4 separate regions of the Mus musculus genome follow, and all the other regions are linked to region 3. The links are chromatin contacts, called in public Hi-C and HiChIP or PLAC-seq maps. All regions are on one chromosome and are shown on one strand. The core of a region is the stretch at or near the end of the contact, and the rest is flanking DNA. Distances in the headings are between cores, read along the strand shown.

Evidence for each region. A called contact is a pair of places that touch in the nucleus more often than the background predicts. HiChIP or PLAC-seq counts read pairs in DNA pulled down with a chosen protein or histone mark.
Region 1: an H3K27ac HiChIP or PLAC-seq map of microglia shows a contact between it and region 3, with 6 times the contacts expected there. The contact joins two enhancer-like sites. A contact is called at or near these places in 5 of 484 Hi-C or Micro-C datasets (bone marrow-derived macrophages, nephron progenitors and regulatory T cells), 4 of 115 datasets of contacts at active chromatin or transcription factors (bone marrow-derived macrophages, embryonic stem cells, microglia and 1 more) and 1 of 9 other capture datasets (bone marrow-derived macrophages).
Region 2: an H3K27ac HiChIP or PLAC-seq map of microglia shows a contact between it and region 3, with 4 times the contacts expected there. The contact joins two enhancer-like sites. A contact is called at or near these places in 1 of 15 datasets of contacts at CTCF or cohesin (large pre-B cells), 5 of 484 Hi-C or Micro-C datasets (B cells, bone marrow-derived macrophages, centrocytes and 1 more) and 4 of 115 datasets of contacts at active chromatin or transcription factors (the 230-238 cell line, bone marrow-derived macrophages, microglia and 1 more).
Region 4: a Hi-C map of bone marrow-derived macrophages shows a contact between it and region 3, with 4 times the contacts expected there. The contact joins two enhancer-like sites. A contact is called at or near these places in 2 of 15 datasets of contacts at CTCF or cohesin (CD8 T cells and the NIH/3T3 cell line), 5 of 484 Hi-C or Micro-C datasets (the BV-2 cell line, bone marrow-derived macrophages, macrophages and 1 more) and 5 of 115 datasets of contacts at active chromatin or transcription factors (CD8 T cells, bone marrow-derived dendritic cells, bone marrow-derived macrophages and 2 more).

Annotation. Positions count from the first base shown.
Region 1 is chr16:24,890,488-24,893,234 of GRCm38.p6, forward strand. The region is part of intron 10 of Lpp (LIM domain containing preferred translocation partner in lipoma); the gene reads left to right. Among named protein-coding and RNA genes, the nearest start is that of Gm22672, 7.7 kb to the left of the region's middle. Within about 2 kb of position 1,259, at least 35 of the 459 cell types and tissues checked have an H3K27ac peak or open chromatin away from gene starts, as enhancers often do. A contact at or near this core is called in bone marrow-derived macrophages and microglia, where this site is marked.
Region 2 is chr16:24,346,630-24,349,435 of GRCm38.p6, forward strand. No RefSeq gene overlaps it. Among named protein-coding and RNA genes, the nearest start is that of Lpp, 45 kb to the right of the region's middle. Within about 2 kb of position 1,477, at least 74 of the 459 cell types and tissues checked have an H3K27ac peak or open chromatin away from gene starts, as enhancers often do. A contact at or near this core is called in the 230-238 cell line, B cells, bone marrow-derived macrophages and 2 more, where this site is marked.
Region 3 is chr16:24,619,222-24,622,327 of GRCm38.p6, forward strand. The region is part of intron 5 of Lpp (LIM domain containing preferred translocation partner in lipoma); the gene reads left to right. Among named protein-coding and RNA genes, the nearest start is that of Mir28a, 210 kb to the right of the region's middle. Within about 2 kb of position 1,255, at least 72 of the 459 cell types and tissues checked have an H3K27ac peak or open chromatin away from gene starts, as enhancers often do. A contact at or near this core is called in the 230-238 cell line, B cells, bone marrow-derived macrophages and 2 more, where this site is marked.
Region 4 is chr16:24,198,493-24,201,339 of GRCm38.p6, forward strand. The region is part of intron 1 of Gm31814 (a long non-coding RNA gene); the gene reads right to left. Among named protein-coding and RNA genes, the nearest start is that of Gm32126, 40 kb to the left of the region's middle. Within about 2 kb of position 1,454, at least 76 of the 459 cell types and tissues checked have an H3K27ac peak or open chromatin away from gene starts, as enhancers often do. A contact at or near this core is called in bone marrow-derived macrophages, where this site is marked.

The DNA of each region.
Region 1 (2,747 bases), core at 9-2,508, 270 kb after region 3:
AAAGCTATTTTTGAATAGCAAAACTTAGTGACTAAAAATAAATAACATTTCCTTAGCATTTTATATGGCTATTTAATCTATTTAGCTACCTTCTGATAGAGTAGATTACTTAATAAGAAAACTTTATACCCAAAGTAAATTCCTTTACTGTCATTCTGGTTTTGATCTATCTGTTGAACATATCCATGGAAAAGTAGTACTTTTTACAAACCTAAAAATTAGTCACAGTTGCACCCTCTGTCAAGGCATTTCAACAGCAAAGAAACCTTGAGAATAAGGGACTCAGAAATTTGTAGATCTCCAGAGTTTAATTTTATTGGAATTTCTGCCTTGGTTGATGTCTTAGTATTACTGCTACTGTGATGAAAAACCATGATCAAAGGCAGCTTTTTTAGGAAACAGTTCATACTTCCAGGTAGCAGTCCATCACTGATGAAAATGAGGGAAAGGCCATAGAAGGATGCTGCTTGGTGGCTTGCTCTCCATGGCTCCCTCAGCCTGATTTACTATAGAACATAGGACCACCAGCCCAAGGATGAGCTGAGCTCTTCCCCATTGACCACTAATGAAGAAAATGCCTTACAGACTTGCCTACAGCCAGATCTATGATGGCGCTTTCTTCATTGACGTTCCCTCCTTTCCAGTGACTCCAGCTTGTCTCAAGTTAACATAAAATTAAGCCAGCACAGTTGGTAACAAAATTCTGAAAACTCAAGTTCATTGAAACCCAAGGATGTGTGGCACAAAGAACAGTTCTCCACGACTGACATTTCTACGTTTCATCTCTTGGTTTCCATCTTACTTTGTTTTCCTTCCAGGAACAACTTAAACACATGTGGCAGCATTATAATCCCATCAGCTAAAGCAGGTGGGAGAGAAAGGAACTGTTTTCAGGTCACTCGCCTAACTGCTCTCTTTAGAAGTGAGACTAGAGACACAGGCGTAGGGTGGCTTCTGGTTACCATCAGTCAGAGTCACATTTCTTCCTTGTCCTGCGACTTGGGCAGTGCTGCATGTCACTAGCTGTTCAGACTGTAACGATAAGCATAGCAGTGCCCTGTCTATCTGGAAGCAGCAGCATCTACAATAAGAAAAAGTCTAGTCAGCAAAACCTCACCTCTTACATCATTCTACTCTTCAAGTACCACCCTGTGAAATCATTGTTGAAAAGAGGAAGGCCTTTTATAATTCTGACCTCTTTTAAGTGGGCTGCACTTTCTAGCGACTCAGGACAGCCTTGTGCAATCGTTTATTGCTGCAAGTTTTGGCAGCCAAGTCAGCAAAGCCTCGTCCAGCCATCTAGCTCTCGTCTAGCAGGGAGCAGTAACCTTTTTATAGCTCCTGTTTGGTCCCTTTTTACTGTGCCACTGATCATTGCTACTGTAACAATGCTTCTGTGGAAGGCATCTTAAGCTGTTTATTTTTATGCTTTGTAAGCAAAGGTCTTACATAAAATACTGGGAAACTGTAGCAGCATGCAAAGAACGTGAGTTTGAATAGAATTCAGTCAAAGCTTTCTGTCGTGGGCAAGTTACTTGCTCTTTCCAAGCCCTGGTTTTTCTTTCTCATCTATATACTGGACATAATGGGATATTTTTCCATCAGCTCCCTGAGGATGAAATGAGGCAACCCTTGTAAGCACCCTTAGTCTACTGAGGAAAAGCTATTCTACAAATGTTGCATCTGTACTTAGTAGTTAGGTTTGGGGACCTGTTCACCATTCCGTATGTGTGCAGTGAGACTCAGACTCACTTAGCTCAAGGAAGCTGGTTTGCTTCTTGGATATACCTATCTTCCATTTTTTTGTTAATGTTTGCTTACCTCGGTGCACAACAAAGCTTCAGTTTCATGTTTTTAGTCATTTTCTATAGTGTGGCAGATTCTATTATCCAGACTCTATTATATGATCCTTGAGATTGCTTAAGTCGCTGGCTCCCTCTGTTCAGGTTGTGTGTCATAGCACTCTGCACTTCAAGCAACGCAGAGTATGTGGGAAATATTTAATCATACACATGGAAGAGCTGAGTGAATTCAAATAATAGAGAACCTTACTATCCTTTCTGTGTTTTCTCCCCCTCATAAGACCCTGTCATTGAGGTCCTTGACTTAATGGCCTCCTTTCATAGCTACCCAGAAAGGTTGAAATCTTCTCAGACTTCAGTTCCATTTTACCTAAAGGCCCTCTCTGTTCAGAATCGATTCCAGGATGCAGCCTGGACCTCGTGCCCTTGACCGAGGTATCGGCACTTCCAACTCCTTCTAAACTTTCACAGTTCTGATAAGCTGCATCAGAACTTCAGAGGGAAACAGAGAGTGTGAATTAGAACAAGCTGCATGGCAGGTGGACTTAGTACAGGCGGTGCTAGGATTGCTTGTCTCTCCAGGAGCTAAAGTTCTAGAGCAGAAGACCCTGCTCGTGGGATCCAGCTTCGTATCACACGGCTCGACACAGGTGTCCCAAAGACATTGTGAATAAGACAAGACAAGCAAGTCCCTGGGTGCCAGTCCATGGGACTCTTTTCTTTCTGTTCTTGTGTTTGGTTTGTTGTTACTTAATTGATGGAATAAGATATAATAAGAATAGCAAAGGCAATGGCTTAGTTAATTATTTCTCTGTAAGCACCAACCACTCATGCTTGACTATTGATCCAGGAGTAAGGCCTCCCACCTGTAAAACAAAACTTAAATTTCCTTCTGAATTGGTTATTGATAAGCCTAAAATCATATCTAAATGTAATATTGTATAC
Region 2 (2,806 bases), core at 227-2,726, 270 kb before region 3:
AAACCCTAAGACAAACACCAATTCCAAGCATCCAAATTGACAGACTGGGAGCCACCGTACCTCTCTGGCCTTTCGCCCCTGCCCACCTGGAAGCATCTCCACCTTTAGCCTTACCTGCATGAACCTTTGTAACTTGAAATAGTTCACGGTTCTATACCATGAGACTCCCCTGTTAGGTTTACAAAGAGTTAAGCAGGGTTCCTGGCTGGCAGGGGTTGGGGGTTGGGAGGGTGCTTCTGAGGCTGGGGAAGGGGAGAGCAGGAAAACTGTTGGGACTGACAGTTCTAAGAGGATAACTTCACCATCTAACCACTTATGTCCAAAGAGGAAACTGAGGCCCGTTTGTTAAGATACAAACTTTGTAACTTTTTGACCCAGGAAGTTTTGAGAGTGATAATAAGGAAATGATTATAGAGTGCTTTGAGCTTTTCAGAGACAAGTAGTATTTAAAATACAAGGTATTATTACCTCCATAGAGTTTTTCTTTTGACTACCACTGTGCTTGAAAATGTGGGCAGAACACCGTTATTTTTCAAAACTCAGGTATTTCAAAAAAAAAAAAAATCCACGTGCACAATACCTACCCTCAGCCCTATAAACTAAGGCTCAGCTCTCTTGTCACTCGATAATTTAAACGTTCAAAGAGATCTGGTATTAGCTTTATCAGCTAACTTGGCCGCATTCCACGGGAGACATTTACCCTCTCCAACTCACACTTCGATCCTGCAATATGAAGGAAGGACTGCTTGATCAACCGTGAAAACAGTATTACATTTGAGGTCGTACATACAAGTACCAAACATCGCTCACTACAGGTATAAGGGAGGAACATGTCTTTCAAAGACCCTAAATAAATCAGGGCAGCCCAGGGCCAGCTGGTTCCTTGACAGAGGACCCATTGCTGAATCTTAGAACGCAGTCTCGTGAGAGGATTCCACGTGTACTCCATGACTGAGCTGCCTGTGTCTTGAAAGATTCCAAAACTGACAGTTCAAGTCCCGGTTTCATGTGTGTAGTCCGTTCCCCGAGGAGGCCCTGGAGTGTCCCCCTCTGCTTGCTTCATTGGCCTACAACAAGAGTCATACTAATGGGATGCAGAAAGGCGCGTGTATCCTTACAGGGGTGGCACTGAGGGTGCAGGCTCTGAAAAGAATCAGACGCTGGTTCACACCCCAGGGCTCTATGGCTGGAAACAGGTTGCTTGTCTGCTCTGAATCTTTGGTTCCTCATTAAAGATGGGAGGAGGCTATTAATAGCTTTTTTTTTTCTTTCCTGGGGTTGTTTTGAGAATTTAAAGCAAGCACTGAGACCAGGACACAGGAAAGACTCGATTCGCGTTAGCGCTTATTAAAAAGCAGTAACAGTCCATGTACCCCGGGGCTTACTGTTATTTCTTCGGAGTTCTGCTTTCAGTGCACAGTGGAACTAAAGATAACCATGCAGCTATTGTCTCTGACCCGCCTGGGTGCTCTTACTAGAACGAAAGGAAAAAGGAAATACACGGTGGCCCAGAATGGGGCTCCAGAGAAATCCAAAATGAGCTGCGGTCTAAAAGCGACTTCTTCTCTCCAAGCCTATTTTTAGCCAGCTGTGAACTTCTCTAATACGCAAAGAGTGATGCTGGGCTCCCTGAATAGCTCCGCTGACGAGCTCCTGCCTGCTTCTGCTACTATGGGAATTTATGGAGCTCTGGTCTCACACTTCATTAAAGAAATATACGGTGGTGCAGAGACAGGAGGCCAGACACCTATAACTCTTGTCTCAATCTCACAGTGATAAATCTTAGTAGTGCCTCATTTGTGGAGGAAAAAGGAGTAACCAAAGAGATGCTATCTACAGCCCCTTTGTGGCTGGCTTGACTTGGCTTGCTTTTTCTTCTTTTCTTTGCTCTAGATCTTTTTTGTTTTGTTTTCTTTTTTTTTTAAGAGTTGTTTATAATAGATAACTTTGTTAAGAGGTTATCAAAACAAGAGGTCTAAGTCAAAAGTACTCTCAAACCTGTAAGATACAAGTTTATAACAAAGACCTAGATCACTAATGCTAAGGAATTGTTTTTCACATACAACGTTGTTCATGATGGCCAAGAGGATCAATAGGTTCACTGTAACTGTGTTGGGTCAAAACTCTCTAGATTTATTTAATGGCAGTTGGGTTCTGGTGACTCCATTGCCAACCCTCACACACAGTCTGGTGCTGAGGGTGGGATGGAAGGAAAATATGGCACCTGTGCCACAAAACAAATACTTCTAAGAATCCCTGCATCTGTTTCCTGTTTTTACCATCTTAGCTAGAATTAGGTCCAGTGGCCACCCACGGTGGGAAGATGACTTGAACAAAAGACTTGGAAAGGTCAGACTTCCAAAGTGTACCTGTCATGGTCCTGATTAATAACTGCTAAAGAACCAAAAGAAAGCTGGGTATGGTGACCCAGGCATTCACTCCCAACACTTGAAGGAGTCCCAAGTTAGCTGAGCTATATATAGTGAGGCCCCGTCTGAAAAACAAAACCAAGCAAGCAAAATAAGGAAAAGAGAGAGGTTAAAGAATAGATAAACAGTGTTGGGGCTGTAGTCCAACAGTAGGGTACTTGCCGAGCACACCCAAGGCCCTGATTGAATTCCAAGCACCCCAAAACAAAGGACAACAGCAAAAGCTGGCTAAGGGACCATCAGCAAATGACATACCTAATGACAAGCAGACCTGCCCAGTGATTCAACCATCATTTCTTTTCTGATCCCTTCTCCATGTAACACAGGTCCCTACCCCTTCCTGCTCACTGACTAGTCCTGTGGTACAGCTTCCCAAC
Region 3 (3,106 bases), core at 5-2,504:
GCCTGAGGTTTGCTTTAAGGCATTGGTGCCTATCCGTGATCGTAGGAAGTAGTCAAGGGGAGACCCACGCACAGCTCTTAAGACTCCAAACGAGCATCTTAAGCACTAACATGATTTTTGTTGCCTAGCACATAAGTAGTACCTGTACATTTTAATTTATTCCTCTTACATGGGAATTTAAAATGCCATATTTTTTTCTGCTTCCATTATTGTAGTTTTGAGTGATGATTCATCAGCGCAATGGCCTATTTAAGTGAACCACAATAGCTTGGGTAGAAAGAAAAAAAAAAAAAAAGATTCAACATACTCAGGAATGGAAAGCAGCCATCTTTTTATAGCTAAAATTGCAAACATCTGGCAATTACCCTCTTCTACCTCCCCTCCAAAGCGAAGAATTGTCCCTTCAACCGGAGCCTGCTGCTGTGTTTAATCAAGACAGCTATGCAAGCCTTAAGGAGCAATAGGTTTTGATTCAAGGAGGCCATTGCCTCACCCACTTGGACAGAGAAGCTTTGGAAAACACACCGCGTAATGTTCCCCATATGCTACTGTGTTACATAATGATACTAGTGGTGGCATGGCAGTTAATAACTATAGAAAGCCAGCCCGGCTACTCAGTCCAACTTTCTTGTGTGGCTCTCTAAGCAGTTGTCATATTTGAAATGTTTACTGGTCAGGTCAAGTTCGCCTCTCTGTATCTTCTTAAACCTTTTGTGTCCTGGGTCAAAGAGTCTACTAAATCAACCCAGCTAATAGTTTCTGACTTGATTGTTTTATAAAGCGGTCTAGGGATGTTGAAGGAATAAATCCATGTCCTTTGAACACTTGGCCTTGCCCTTTCAGTGAAACATCTTACTCTCCTACCCCACCCTCATCTCTTCCTCTGATCATTTTTTATGAAACTACTTCTTCCTTGACTGGCAAAAGCCGTCTCTGTGGGCAAGGGAAGTGAGAGAGGCTGGTGGTTTGCAATAGATGCTGAGAATGGTGACTTCCTCATCTTTCTTTTTCTCAGGGCTGACCCGTATGTTCACTGTGGCCCTGGCAATGCCTTTCTTTTCTGTTCCCATGTATCTTTCCTGTCCTCTGGGTCTCTGAAGGCTAGAGGTGAACTTCACCTTTCACATCTTGGGCTGTTCCCATTCGTCAAAGGGGATCATGGGAAAGATTTTTACTTATCACTGGACAAGGTATAGTAGGAACAGAAATCAAGGTTCAGTGTCCTGGTGGTTCTCAAAAACAGTCTCACATACTAAAAATAGGCCATTCTCTTGTCCTAGTATTATGCTGCCTTTAGTCATAGACTTACTGTGAGGCCTTTGAGAGCTTTATTCCCTTGCTATATGTTATTTCACCTTGGTACCACTGCATTGAATGATTGGAACTAGAGCTTTCTCCCTGGCTTTACTAGGCCATCCATTCCCAAAGTCTGAGTGAAATCTGTTAACACCTCATCAAACTAAGTCTGATTTGGGAAGAGTGAATGGGCAAAGTTTCTAGCTTAAAAAATGAAGGTAGGGATGGGAACTTTAAATAACCTAAAGTGCACAGGTTATTCAACACAGTTACTCCATGTAAAGTCAGATAAAATGATGGTGTCTGTAACATCAAAAAGAATGTGCTCACTTCTGTCAGTCCTTGCCCATTTATATGGTGATCACCTTGTTCTAGGTATGCATCTTCAACTTGAAATACTTTATTATCACCAGTATTGTCACCATGACATGTTTCCTTCATACTACATTTATTCAATGATCCATCCCACATTTCACTTTTACCAACAGAGTTACAGTCTATAAACTCATTTAAAAATATTTATTTAGTTACTTTACATCCCAGTCTCCCAGCCCCTTGACTCCTTCCAGTACCCCTGCTTACATGAGGCAATGAACTTGGACTCTTTTGGGCTTCCCTAGACTAAAGGTTCAAGCAAGCGCTCACAGGGCTGCTTGTTAAGTTTTAGGTTGTTCAACCTTTGACCTAGGTTATCTTGTTTGCCAGTTCAGATATCTCTTAGTACTTTGATATTTCCTTTTTCTTTTTATGAAAATAGGATAATTATGTCTCTCCTCTGTCTGTATCAGTCACTTGTAATGTTCCTATCATAGTTACACAGCATCGGGACTTGTGTATAGAGGACCAAATCCACAGGCTGGCTGGAAAAGTGATCATGTCTTTGGAAGCTTGCATGATCTCAGTACAGAGGCAGCAGTAGCTGTTGCTCTCTGACCCTTTGCTGCTTTGGTCTTTGGTGTGTGTTTGGAGCATTTCCCATCCATAAACACCTGGAGTAGACGCATGATGAGGACTCCTTCCTAAAATGTAGGAAAGTCTCTGAAGCAACCTATGGGAACAGACACATAACTCAAAGCCTGATGTTTAAGCACAAGTTTGATCAAGTAAAGATGCTTTTACAGTGTGCTTGACAATGTTGGTCTTCTCTCTTAGCATGCCCTGGATTCAGATTTTTGATATAGATTTTTATGTGTTCCATCCATTGCATAATTTGAAACACACACACACACACACACACACACACACACACACACACACCAGGTCTCTTAGCTTCTTAATAATTTTATTATTTCATAGATCTGCAGACATAATTCCATTAAATAGAGGACTCTTCTGAGAAATCTTTTGCTAATGGTAAATTTAAAGCTTTTTGTTGTTGTTGTTGTTGTTTTCTGATCACATTTCTCTGGGTTGAATTAATCCATATATAAACATTACTAGTTTTATAGTGAAATTGCCATCTGCCATCATGTTGTCTTATCCTTCAACATGGTCTAGCTGAGACCAGGTCCAAATCTTGGCTAAGTCTCTGTCTGGTGACTATAGAGAATCTTCATTCTTTTGTACAACGAATTTGGCACATATTATCATGCCATTAAGTGGAAGTGGTTTTGGAAGTGGAAGGAGAATAAAGCTGGAGCCCCAGGGGAGGATGGAGACTTGGAGAATGATGGGTACCATGCAGGTGGCATCAGACCACCCTTACTACCACTGCTTTTCCCACTCTTTGAAGAATAATGGTTTCTCCTAACTACTTAGAGCCTTTTCAAGTTTGGCTTTGTTCTGAACAGCACTCCTAGATCGTCTTCAT
Region 4 (2,847 bases), core at 204-2,703, 420 kb before region 3:
GGAGGGTCACTAAGCACATTTTCAACCTCAAGGCTATTCTAGATGACTCACTTGGAAGCTTTAATTTTTATGACAGATTATTTTTTTAGAACAGTATTTTTTAGGGGTTCAAAAAGCTTGCATGTAAAGAATTCCAAAGCTGAATGACCATCCAGAGACTACCCCACCTGGGGTTCTATCCCATATACAATAACCAAACACAGAAACTATTGTGGATGCCAATAAGTACTTGCTGACACTCTGCCAATGCCTAACAAATACAGAAGTGGATGCTTATAACCATCCATTGGACTGAGCACAGGGTCCCCAATGAAGGAGCTAGAGAAAGGACCCAAGGAGCTGAAGGGGTTTGTAGCCCCATAGGAGGAACAACAATAGGAACCAACCAGTACTGCCATAGCTCCCAAGGACAAAACCAAAGAAAACACATGGTGGAACTCATAGCTCCAACTGCATATGTAGCAGAGAATGGCCTAGTCGGTCATCAAGGGGAGAAGAGGCCCTTGGTTCTGTGAAGGCTCTAAGTCCCTGTGTAGGGGAATGCTAGGGCCAGGAAGAGTGAGTGGGTAGGTTCATGAGCAGGGGAGGAGGGAAGGGGTAGTGGGTTTTCAGAGGGGAAACCAGGAAAGGGGATAACATTTGAAATGTAAATAAAGAAGATATCTAATTTAAAAAGTTAGGAAACTATGAAAAATAAAAATTAATTAATTAATTAATAATTCAAAGCCAAGTGTTCTAGTAGTCCATAAGGAGTCATGCTGCAGGCTCTTCCTGATGATACTCTGCATACATTCTATCATTTGCTCTTCAAAGCCAGCCTGGGAAATAAAGTGTCAGGAAGACCTTCCTTTACCAGGTGGTAGAAAATCAAGATGCTAACTGGCCGAGCCACTGGTCAAAAACCTCAGGTAGTGGAGATAAGGCTGTGTGTTAGCCCAGAACCCTCACTGCTACCCGGAACTATCCGTTACTACTATGCTCCCAGGCATTCTTCACTGCCCAGGACAACATCCTTTAGCCTCTGGCAGCCAGCTCTGAAGGCCTGGATCAGGGTCATGGCCCCAAGTTCCCCAGACGAATGGAGTGGCATAGATCACCCAGAGCAGCAGGAGAGCCTCGGGTATCAGCTGACTCGCTCACCTGACGTTGTCGGCTCTCTGATGCTCTGGGAGCCAGAGCTGGCAAAATGAGCTCGGGAACCCTCTCCTGACTTCTTATTCTTCTAGAGACTTGGCATTCAAAAACCAAAGAGATTTCCACAGGTCCATCGCCACAGACGTGATTAGGAATTATTTTGTGAAGCCACCTACTAATCCTGCATCCTACTGGCCAAGGTTGGGCAGTTAACAGTTTCTTTAGGGACTTCCATTAGCCAACCTAACCGATAAAGTCCAGAGGGACTAAAGCAGAAAGAAATGTGACGGCCTATGAGTCACTCAGTCTCGACCTTCAGCATGTTTTGAAAACGCATTGTGAAATGCTTTCCAATCAATACAGCGCTGGGCAGTAACAAGGCTGGGTGGGGGTTGTGCAAGAAGGGAAGCGGACCATTTATGCTGGGTCATTTGAGAGGCTCCAAGTTCTTACTGAGAGAAGGACCTAAAAACACAAGGTCCCCATAACAGCGTTTAAACGGAATCACAGAAAACCAAGCACCAACAGGGAACAAAAGTGGACACCTTTCTTCTCGGCAGAATAGCGAAATGGGTGGCTTATATTTACACCCCCAAGCTAGAGAGTCTATTCCTTCCTGTCAAAGTCCAAGACTGGTGTTAACCCCAAATGGCTGCTAGACGCTTCCATGCTGCCGACAGCAGCCTAACCTTCAGGCATTGCGAGCAAGTGAGTGATCTAGCAAGTGTCTGAGGTGAAGGAAGCAGCTGGTGAGAGGCAGGTGCACAGAACGCGGAAGCTGAAGATGGCTCAAGGTCCACCTGCCACTTGCAAGGCCTCTGACTGTGGGAGCAGTCACATTCCCTGTCAGACCCTTTTCTTTCTACCAAGGAGAGAAGGCATCTGCCCCATGGATCACATGAAACTTGAAAGTGATGAGGGCCATGCAGACTCTTTGCAAGCTCCACATGCACACAGAGGACTATTATTAGTGGAAACCCATCAGCATGATTTTGCAAAGGCAGATGGAAAGAATTTCCCACTTAAAGAATGGCACTCAGGTATGACTTTGTGGTTAGAGGCCAAAACCAATCCTGAAGATGAGCCTGTACACATGACAGAGAACATTTGGGTACCAGTTGGTGCCAGGCTCAATTAGTTGCTAGCTTGGGTGCCTGGGAAATGCTTAACAACTGTTTCTACAGTGGTTAAAAATAAATAAATAAATAAAAATATAAGATTGGCTGTAAGTATTTGCACCACAGCGCTATTGAGGCCACAATATCAGTAACACGGGGTAAGGAAAAAAGGCCCACAGCTGGCCCACACGTGTAAGTACAGCCAGATCAGGCTCTGCTCCCCACTAGAAACATCTGAAAGATTAGTTGGTACAAGTACTTTGAAAGCCCATTCGACTCATGCCACCTGAGTTTTAACAAACAAAGCCGCTCCATGTCTTCCTCTAAAGCTTCAAATGAGAATTCGTACTTTTATTTAAACTTGTCCTGGTCATTGTTGCAGAGAATCTTAACTGTGTCTTTGTCAAAATTGTTGGTTCCTAAACCACAAGCCTGACATTGTGCGTATGTGTGTGGAGGAGGGGGGAGGGTCAGGGGAACCCTTGGTTTTCAAATCTAAGGACTGAAGAGTTGATCAAACAGGATAGGATGGAACAGTACAGGGAAGAGGAGAAAAGTCTGGGACCGATTATTAGCAGTCTCAGCGGTGACACTT